Regions from separate parts of the Mus musculus genome. Here regions 1 and 3 are each linked to region 2. The links are chromatin contacts, called in public Hi-C and HiChIP or PLAC-seq maps. All regions are on one chromosome and are shown on one strand. Each heading gives the region's core, a stretch centred on a gene start, on an enhancer-like site or on the middle of the called end of the contact. The rest is flanking DNA. Distances are from core to core; before and after follow the strand shown.

Evidence for each region. Hi-C and Micro-C count contacts between places; a contact is called where the count stands out from the background. HiChIP or PLAC-seq counts read pairs in DNA pulled down with a chosen protein or histone mark.
Region 1: a Hi-C map of the N1E-115 cell line shows a contact between it and region 2, with 4 times the contacts expected there. The contact joins the enhancer-like site here to the promoter of Scamp1 in region 2. A contact is called at or near these places in 10 of 39 promoter capture datasets (the 3T3-L1 cell line, 3T3-L1-derived adipocytes, the HPC-7 cell line and 5 more), 11 of 484 Hi-C or Micro-C datasets (the N1E-115 cell line, cerebellar granule neurons, cerebellum and 7 more) and 7 of 115 datasets of contacts at active chromatin or transcription factors (bone marrow-derived macrophages, cardiomyocytes, embryonic stem cells and 1 more).
Region 3: a contact with region 2 is called in an H3K4me3 HiChIP or PLAC-seq map of bone marrow-derived macrophages, with 3 times the contacts expected there. The contact joins the enhancer-like site here to the promoter of Scamp1 in region 2. A contact is called at or near these places in 1 of 15 datasets of contacts at CTCF or cohesin (CD8 T cells), 7 of 484 Hi-C or Micro-C datasets (the N1E-115 cell line, bone marrow-derived macrophages, erythroblasts and 4 more), 12 of 115 datasets of contacts at active chromatin or transcription factors (the HPC-7 cell line, bone marrow-derived macrophages, embryonic fibroblasts and 6 more) and 2 of 9 other capture datasets (adipose tissue and embryonic stem cells).

Annotation. Positions count from the first base shown.
Region 1 is chr13:94,222,334-94,225,582 of GRCm38.p6, forward strand. Scamp1 (secretory carrier membrane protein 1) reads right to left here. Exons shown (of 9, transcript NM_029153.1): 6 at 2,562-2,721. Among named protein-coding and RNA genes, the nearest start is that of Scamp1, 61 kb to the right of the region's middle. Within about 2 kb of position 1,483, at least 24 of the 459 cell types and tissues checked have an H3K27ac peak or open chromatin away from gene starts, as enhancers often do. A contact at or near this core is called in the N1E-115 cell line and cerebral cortex, where this site is marked.
Region 2 is chr13:94,283,363-94,286,605 of GRCm38.p6, forward strand. Scamp1 (secretory carrier membrane protein 1) reads right to left here and starts at 1,919. Exons shown (of 9, transcript NM_029153.1): 1 at 1,858-1,919. The coding sequence starts at 1,914.
Region 3 is chr13:94,320,190-94,323,540 of GRCm38.p6, forward strand. No RefSeq gene overlaps it. Among named protein-coding and RNA genes, the nearest start is that of Gm41022, 15 kb to the left of the region's middle. Within about 2 kb of position 2,027, at least 19 of the 459 cell types and tissues checked have an H3K27ac peak or open chromatin away from gene starts, as enhancers often do. A contact at or near this core is called in the HPC-7 cell line, bone marrow-derived macrophages and trophoblast stem cells, where this site is marked.

The sequences.
Region 1 (3,249 bases), core at 233-2,732, 61 kb before region 2:
CCATAAGTGCAGTTCCCAGGTGCCAGGTCACCTCACTGGTCACTGGTAGCCACACCCTGCATAGCTTACCCTGCTGCTTTCTAGGATTACAGACACTGTGATGAGGTAAGACCTGGCTTTTCTTTCAAATCTTCTCTGCTTCTGCCCATGTCCCAGTAGATACCCACATAACTTGTGAGTTACCAGGGGTCCTGCTCACTTCTGCCCACATCCCTGTAGATACCCACATAACTGTGAGTTACCAGGGGTCCTGCTCACTTCTGCCCACATCCCTGTAGATACCCACATACCTGTGAGTTACCAGGGGTCCTGCTCACTTCTGCCCACATCCCTGTAGATACCCACATACCTGTGAGTTACCAGGGGTCCTGCTCACTTCTGCCCACATCTCTGTAGATACCCACATAACTGTGAGTTACCAAGGGTCCTGCTCACTTCTGCCCACATCCCTGTAGATACCCACATAACCGTGAGTTACCAAGGGTCCTGCTCACTTGTTAGCCCATGCGATTCCTGAACAGTCACAGCGGAGGCATAAAGGATACACTGTTACCAGGATTCCTAGCTTGCATTTCTGCTTCCCTGGATTTAGAAGTTATCTTTTGATGATGGTTTTTATATTTACCTATCAGTACTTGATCACTAATTCTCTCCTTAATATGTGTAAAATTTTTTTTAATCTGTTCAAATTGATTCTGCCAATTTTATCTCCCAGGAACTTTTTCTCTTAAAACCTGACCAACTTACATCTGAACTTCTGGAGCCAGGAACCAGCTCACACAGAATGCAGGGGACCTGGGAACAGCTCACACTGAAGGCTCTGTCCCACTGTCTGCGAGTGCCCAGTGCTGCTGTTCAAAACTATGTCATCCTGATAGTTTGAAAATAAGTTAAAAAAAGTTTCCTACTTTATACACAGAAAAAACAAAGGGATAGAAAAAATGAGAGGGAAATTTTTTTCTATTATATTAGCATTAGTTTTATTTAAAAGATATATAGCAAAGCAGAAAGAAATAATCAAAGATTGATTCAATTAACTTTCTCAGAACCTATAGGCGGAAGTCTATACCTGGGCAGGGCATTTCAAGTAAGATGAGCCACGTCACAAAGATGACCCCTGGCTACGGCTCCTAGAGAGGCTCACAGGCCACGGGAAGGGAGGTGAGGGATGGACCGTGAGCCTCACAAACACAAGGCAGTTTAGATAAAACGCAAGCAACCACGTGACCATGGCAACAGAGGCAGATAAGTATCTCGAAAGCTCCAGCACCACTCAAGATCACAGTTCCCATCACGCTAAGGATAGAGGAAGAGTTTCCATCCCAAGCCAGCCAATATGTCAACCAAGGTCTGCAACGAACAGCACGGATGGTGCTTTGTCCCCTAATACTCGAAACAAGACATGGCCGCCACCCCACCTTCGCTCTCACGATTCCAGAAACTGCAGCTGGTTACTAAGGCAACAGGAAGAAGGCAGAATGGTTAAGAGAAGCCATCTGGAGGAAATGAGAGAAGCGACACTGCACGGGATCATCCGGAGCCCTGGGCTCAGGAGAAGCGGCCATGCCCGAGGCATCTGACCAAGTTCCATGTTCTCCTCACAAAGCCAGAATCCCCCGTGAATGAAGATGAATGCGCACAGAAAGGATTTACCAAGCTGCCTAGTAAAGTGCTTTGTGTGTTCTTCCCACCTAGACGATCTTACGATGAAGGCTGTAATCACCAGCCATAATTCATTTAGACATGTAGGGGACAGAGAGTAAACAGCAAAGCTCTCCTAAAGTCATGTGTAATGCATGCCATCCAGTGTTACATGTTAGGATCTAAGAATGTGAATTTTCTTTCATTAATTTCCATGTGTGATTTTCAAGAAAAACAATGCTTATGAATTTTACAGTCCAACGGATATGCAGGCAAGCTGTATTAGACTTTTTTTTTTTTTTTTTTTTTTGGTTTTTCGAGACAGGATTTCTCTCTGTGTAGCCCAGGCTGTCCTAGAACTCACTCTGTAGACCAGGCTGGCCTCGAACTCAGAAATCCACTTGCCTCTGCCTCCCAAGTGCTGGGATCAAAGGCATGAGCCACCACTGCCCTGTCTGTATTCTGTATTAGACTTTTAGGAAGTATGTTATAGTATAATAAAATGTTAACCTTGTATTATGCTTGTGTTTATTTACTGGGGAAGGAGGCAGGCTTGCCACAGGGTACATGTGGCAGTCAGAGGAGAACCTGCAGTTCCCCCCATTGACCATGTGGACCTGGGTATCGAAATCAGATCACCATATTTGGCAGCAGGCGCCTTTATCCATTGAGCCATCTCACTGGCCCTGATAATGATAAAAATATTAATGAAAATACGCCAACTTTCCCTTTGAGGTACATACAATACAGATTATCCATTTCCTGGAGAGTTTGTCTATGGCAGGGTCTGGCCCAGGCTGCCCTGCAGCAATCCTCCTATTTCAGCCTCCTTGTGCTGAGATCGAGTTTTAAGCACAACTATGACGCACGCACGCACGCACGCACGCACGCACGCACGCACGCACGCACATACACGTTACCTGAAGGCCCCGTACAGCGGTCTGTACCAACAGACAAAGGAGCAGGGAGTGAAGAGCAGGAACCACAGGATGCTCAGCCCAAAGTCGACTGCTCTCGAGGAATCAACACAAAACCAGGCCAAGCATCCGAAGATGTTCAGAAACAGGGTCACTGCATGGACTGTGGGATCGTAAGACAGACAGAATGTTTGCATTAGAGTTACACAGTCCACAGAATTACATAGGAAAACACACTTCCTCAGAGCAAGCGTGTTCCCCCAGGCTTCCCCTGCGTGTTCTTTGACACTGCTGCTTCTTACACAGCTTGGAAGGCGCCGCACACAGTGGAGCAGTTTAGACAAACGCCCTGCTGCCCGAGTCTCCTAAGAGGCAGCTACACAGCTAAGCCCAACCCCGAGGCTTGCGTTCCTGAGAAGAAAAAAGGCCGGGAACTTCTTGAGCCAGGGCCCAAGAGGGCACGCAGTGCCTGCTCAAGCACAGAAGCACGCGGGCCCAGGAGCTGGCGTCTCTTGGGGGTCTCAATGGATTGTAATGAACACACAGCAGCAGGGTCCTGTCTGTGCTGCTCTGTGCGGACTATGTCATCCTCGTGAGTGAGAGGGGGTTCCAGTTGTTCACTTCATCCCCACTAGGCTGTAACACGGTGAAGTCTAGGCCGCGGCAGGGCCTCCCTTTGCTTCACAGCTAT
Region 2 (3,243 bases), core at 669-3,168:
AGTGGAGAACCACGGTACAAATACTCAGCCAAACCTCCTTAGACACAAATTATCCAGACTTTAGAACATTCTATGGACTTGGATAATCACTGTCCTGAATGCATCTCCTTACAGAAACAGAAAATGTTAATCATTTTCTTCCATGATTAATACTTAAAACCTATATGTGTTTAGAATTATCACAGCAACCTTATGCCCAGCAGAAACGGGAGGTGTCATGGTAAGATCACATATTACAAAATATCAATTTGTGATAAGAAGCTAGGATCTTGCCCTAACAAGAGACTAATATGAAAGGAACTGTGAACTGGATGTCCAGATATAAAACCAACAGCCTTGTGGTTAGATGCTTAAAAACAGCATCACTGAATTATCTAAGTTAGGAGAGACTAATGGGCTCTTAATGTTTCATCTCTAATTATTTTTAAATGACACTCACTTGACAAATTATGAAATGTTTCTTTTGGATATCCATAATATCAGAATAATCCAATTTTCACTACATGGAAGTGAGTCCAATAGTAAATGAAACAAAAACTTCAGGGGGTTGAGGGAGCATGGACCGCCCTTTAAAGTGTACCTGAGCCTTTTATCTGCAATTACAGAGTTTGGCAGGCTGAGGTAGAAGGAAAGAAAGTTCCAAAGCCAGGTACACTACCTAGTGAGACCCTGTCTCAAAACAACAATGAAAACCAAAACAAAAAAGCAAATGAATAGATCGGGAGGACCAGGTGTTGAAAGTTACAGTCAACTCAACCATAACAGCTTTCTCTGTAGTTTTGCAAAATGAGTCCAGCTGTCAGGTATAAGGGGGATAACTTCATTAAAAGAATCCTTCATGAAGACATGAGGTTAAAACCATCAGAACAGGGGTGCCTTTTGCTTCAATATTGCAGGTAAGCCACAAAAGGACTAAAAAGAGGTAAACCCAACAGGCCAGAAGCAGCACTTGGGTGCCCACAAATTAGTTCCTACTTCACCTTTGAGACTACAAATTAAAGTTTGAGCTGCACACAGTCAGAGCAATTAAGAAAGAACTAACCAAGCCAACAGTTGGAAGAAATTGCCTTGCTATGCCTCACAGTCTTTAAGAAAACCAAAGTACTTTTCAAGGCAAAGTTCTCGGACGCGGCATTAAATTTTAGAGCAGATGCCTAACATTTAAATGGCCTGCCTAGGCATTTATTTCTATGCCAAGCCCTTCTGAGGCTTGGGATCCGATCAGGTCCACTCCATGAAGGAAAGAGCTCACTCACGTGAGGAACGGAATCCTCAAACAGCTCGGATCCCCGGTGACGCACTCCCAGCTTGGAAAATGGCCCAGGGTCCACCTCCCTAACAGCAGCTAGGTGGGGAGATGCCCGTGTGCACTATTGTTTCCAGATGTTTATTTATTTTTAACTTCTGTTTGATGCCCGTTCCCCTAAACTGGGCCCGGTGGGGAAGGGGGCCTCTGGCAGCGCCACTGGTGGCTCTGGGAGCAACCGAGTTTTGATAATAAAAAACACCCCTTTATCCTTTTATCGCAGCGTCCGTGTATCCGCGCCTCTCTCCCGCACACCTTGGCCGTCACCGGCACGCAGCGCCGGTGCCAGGTCCCCATGACAACCCCAGCCCGGGCGCCCCGGCCTCCCGGCCCCCGCCCCGCGGCCCGCCGTGCCGACCGGACTAGTGGCGGCCACACATGCCCCGCTCCGCTCCGGACCCGGCTCCCGGTCCGGCCGGTCCGCGGCCCGGTGCGAGCCTCCTGGCTGGTGGCGCGGCCAGTGGTGACGCTGCGTCCCGAGACCCTCCCGACAGGGCCTCCACGGCCACCGCGACGCCCAACGCGGGCCAGGGCCGCGGCCGGGCGCTCACCTTGAACGGGTTGTTGAGATCCGGATCCGCAAACGGGTTGCTGTCAAAATCCGACATTGCCCCGGCACTGCGCGTCACCCACCCGAGCCCGGCGCCGAGACACAGACGAGGCGAGGCCGCCGCCCCCCTGCGCGCTCACGTCGCCGCCGCCGCCGCACAGATCCGGGTGCAGCTCGCGGGCCACCGAGCCGGCCGTGCCACTGAGCATGCCCGGTGCGGCGGAGGCCCGCGGCGCCCAGCCATCCGGCCGTCCCTTCCCGCCTGGATCTGCGCTCCGGGCTCTGCCTCCGACCGAAGGGCGAGCGCAGGCGGAGGGCAGGTTCCAAGCCCCGGGCCGTGGACCCACCTAGTGCGGCTTGGGGAAGGGGTGGTGGCCTGTGTAGGGGAGGACGGTGCGCGCAGGTCCCACGTGGCAGGTGGGGGAGACAAGACTTGGAGAGCGAGTAGCTGAGGTGCGAAAACATCCGCCGCAGACACCAAAGATTCCAGACCCCAGAGAGGATAGGAACCCTAAAGCAACTTAAAACATCGCTGCCCGACACACCCCAACCTGGGAAACCCAGCCGGTCCTCCGATCCCAGGTTACTGCGAAGTCACGGAAAGCGGCTTCGCGCTGAGGATCCGGAGTTGCTCCAAGAAAAGGCAACATTCACTGCGGGGAGGGGGGGGGGGCAGCCTCTGTCTCCCATCCTCCCTCCCCACTCATAAATAATGGGGGGTGGGGGCACGTGGGACGGCCGAGTAGGTGGCAGAGTCTATCGACCCAGACCCTCAAGTTACTGATAATGGAAGAGAAATTGTTGACGTTTATTTTCAGGCATTTGGATGCAGAATACACACCTCCTAATATTTGCCTTTTTTCTTCCAAGTGCCGGGAATGATTATTGAAAACTACAGTAAATGACATATCAGTCATTGCACCACCCGGAACTTGTTGAGAGGACATGGCTTTCTCAACTCTATCCTTCCTTCCACTTTTAACAGAAGGGCACTTGGGTGAACCCAGAATTATTTTTATTTGGCAGGGACCTAAGAACTGGAAAAACCCAGATTTAATTATCCATAGCTTTTTGAGGGCCTTGCGCTAGGCAAAGTCACCTAGGCAATAATAACTTTCCCCAATGTGAAAGCGCACCCACCCACCCACGCACAACGTGCTGTAGTCTGGTAGAATCCAGGTTGGGATGACAAAGCAGCTGCTTCTAAGGCAGCCAACTAATTAGGAAGTAGGCATCCAACAGTGATCACCACAAGGTGGAAAGAATCTAAGATTGGGGGCTCTGCTCCCAGATCCTCGGCAGCTGCCTGTACCTGGTTCTGACTCAGGGTTCAGCACCTGTTGAAATCCAAGCTCAACTACAAAAGTTACTTTGTGCTCCTGTGCTA
Region 3 (3,351 bases), core at 777-3,276, 37 kb after region 2:
ATGTAAGTACACTGTGCTGTCTTCAGAAACTCCAGTAGAGGGCGTCATATCTCATTACAGATGGTTATGAGTGACCATGTGGTTGCTAGGATTTGAACTCAGGACCTTCAGAAGAGCAGTCAGTGCTCTTAACCGCTGAGCAATCTCACCAGCCCTCAAAAGAATTTTTAACCTATTATATTAGAGAAAGAAAAATATAGCACTGATAAACGCTATTGAAATTACAAAATCATCATTTTTTTCTATTTCATTAATATAAAACTAACACTAATGTCTGCAATGAATGTTATCTTAAAATCCAAAATAAAGTAGTGGCTTATTATGGTATTTATTTTGGGGCAATATTTTGAGTACAGAATCTACAGACATGAACAGGTGTTGAATCAAATTCCATTCCTTCTCAATGTACCAGTTCACGTAAAGGCATGCCTGCTACCTGTGGTTTTTAAGAATAAGATTTCCAAGATGTAATCTTCTGAGAAACCATACAATAAATCCCAAAGGATAACAGCATTTTAGATTAAAGTAAATGTGTGTGGGGGGGAGGGAGGGGGAGAAATCTCTCTAATTTATCTATTTGGTGGAAGCATGGGGGTGCTTTTCATTCAAAAGTGAATTCAACTTTTTTTTCATTAGGAAGTTTAAAAGAGAGGAGAGACTGAGCTGTGTGAGCTGTGTGACTGTCCCTGTTGTAATGAGTTTTCACACCCCTTTCTCCCCTTGGTGAGCCGAATAGTCAAGCCTCCACCATGTCATTCCGTGGTGTTTGCGCTGCCGTAGCGCCCCTTTATAGATTTGCTTCATAGGAATTCATTTCCGGAAATGAAAGAGGACGGGGGGGGGGGGGGGAGAGGACGTGTTAAAGCAATGACAAAATCTTTGTATTTTTTATTAGATTTAACTCATCATAAGCCAGATTTAATTTTTTCTCTGGGGTTGTGATGCCTATCATGGTTATTTTTATTAAGGGGAGAATTAATCTTAGATCCTCTACGCTAACATAGATTCAAATATTATAAAGTTTAGCTGGGGCCAGGAAACCATCCAGCTCCCACCCAGACCTCTTTCTCAGCCCAGGGCCACACAAGCTCTGGGACACCTGCTGTGATGAGCCTTCTGTGAGACAGGATTAGGAAATCCATTGCTAAATATAAAGCTCCCTACTGTACAATACACAAAAGGCTAATCCCTCTCCAGGAAGCCTTTAAAGAAAAATTAGAGTCACTTGATTGCTTCTTCATCTAAGGTCTCCTGAACTCCAGACTAAGGATGCCTAATGCCCAGTCTTCCTAACCTTTGGAGTCCTTCACTTTCCAGGTTACTTCACTTCTCTCTGAAGAACTCACAGATAACCACACTCCCAGCTGCTTCTCACTCACTTAGCACACAGGATCTCACTGCATGTGCCTTGGGTATCAGTACCATTTAGCTCTGCCCCACAGTTACCTAGCAACAGCCAGGTGTGCCTGACTCACTCTAAAAGGGGCTGCTTGCCCCCTCTTCTCTTCTCTTCTCTTCTCTTCTCTTCTCTTCTCTTCTCTTCTCTTCTCTTCTCTTCTCTTCCTCTCTTCCCCCTCTGTCCCTTCTCTCCTCCCCCTTTCTCTCTCCACATGCTCATGGCCAGCCTCTACTCCTCCTCTCCCTCTCCCTCTCCCTCTCCCTTTCTCTCTCTCTCTCCTCCAACTCCCCTCCCCATGACCTAAATAAACTCTAGGGAAGGGATGCCTCAGCATAGGCCCACAGAGCACCCCACCACCACCACCCCACCACCATACTGCACCTCCACCAAACATATCCCTGGCTTCTTTTTCTTTTTCTAAAACACAACACTTCCACCAGTCAGCCAGGTTTTCACAGTCACTCCTCCTTCTTTTGTCTCTGAAATCAATGCCTCTGATTGGTCAACCCTCTGGATAGTCTAGCCAGGTCTTTCCAGAACAACCCTGGCCTATCCAGTGTAGGTCATTCTACAGGATATAACCCACCTGTCTCTAGCCTCGTTCCTTACTACTCCTCTCACTGAAGAGAAGAAGTCTGGGTGTGGACTCTTGTTCTCCTGGCTTCCCGTTGGGTTTGTCTTGGGGTTCTTATTGCTGTGACAAAATGCCATGCTCCTAAGCAGCTTGGGGAGGAAACGGTTTCTTTCACTTTATAGTTTGTAAACCATCACTGAGGGAAACCAGGGTAGAAACCTGGAAGCAAGAACAGCAGAAGAACAGGCCACAGAGGCTACTGGCTTGCCCAGTCTGCTTGCTTCTAGCATTTAGGACCAGCAGCCCATGGGTAGCACTACCCCACAGTAGGCTAGGCCATCCATCCCACTTCAATGACAAAAGGAAAAATGTACTACAGACTTGCCTAGGGCCAATTATAGAGGCATGTTTCTTAACTGAGAGTCCCTCTTTCCAAATTACTCTAGGCTGTGTCAAGCTGACATAAAACTGCCCAGCACAAGGAGTCACTGAAAGTAGGAAGGACCGTGAAAGCATTCACTTCCCTAGCTTCTGCTTTTTGAGGTTGCCTCAGGCTGACTGATTCATTTGACTGACACTAGGTATGTCACGCACGGTTCATTCATCTTACTTCTAGGGTCTTAGCCCTGCCTTATCGCTCTCCTTTTTGGCTAAGAAAAACAATGTCAGTTACTTGGTGCCCTACTGTAATTCTCTATAGCCCAACATCTTCATCGCAAATAAATTCTGGATGACTTTATTTTGGGGTACACACCTTACCTATTGTGACCCCGCTAAGTTGCCCCTTTTGGAACTTCTTGGGTATTTACATACAGCAGACCCTATGGGCTCACTCTTGCTCTCCCTAATGTGGTTGGTCCTTCACTAAATTTCTCAACACAACACCTCTTTTTTCTCAGACAGGAAAACTCTATCCCCTTCCACAGACTATTTTACTGTATGGTATTACAAATTCCACCTTGCCTTAGGGATGAATAGTGATGGAGAACTAGTGTCAGGTGCAGGAGGAGCTCACAGAGTTCAAGAGTCCAAGCCAATCAAAAACCTTGTTAGAGAAGCCATTTTGGAGCCAGTATTAACTAAGTTGAGATGGTATAAAGAAGATTGGTAAGAGCCTTAATCAGTGAGATGCAGAGGAGAGGGATTTCTGGGAGTATTTGGGGTGCAGAACAGCATTTTCAAAATTCCAGAAAACACTGAGTAGGAGGAGTGTCTGAAGCCCAGATAAATATTGCACAGGATGAAGTTAAGGATCACAGGACATAGGGATAAGAAGATCATTGTATTCCTGAGTTCCCCAGCCCTATGTCGCCACAGCTTGCCTCTGGACTCTGTAACTAAGAACAGCTATAGATGGTCTGAATGCTCAGCCTCTCTT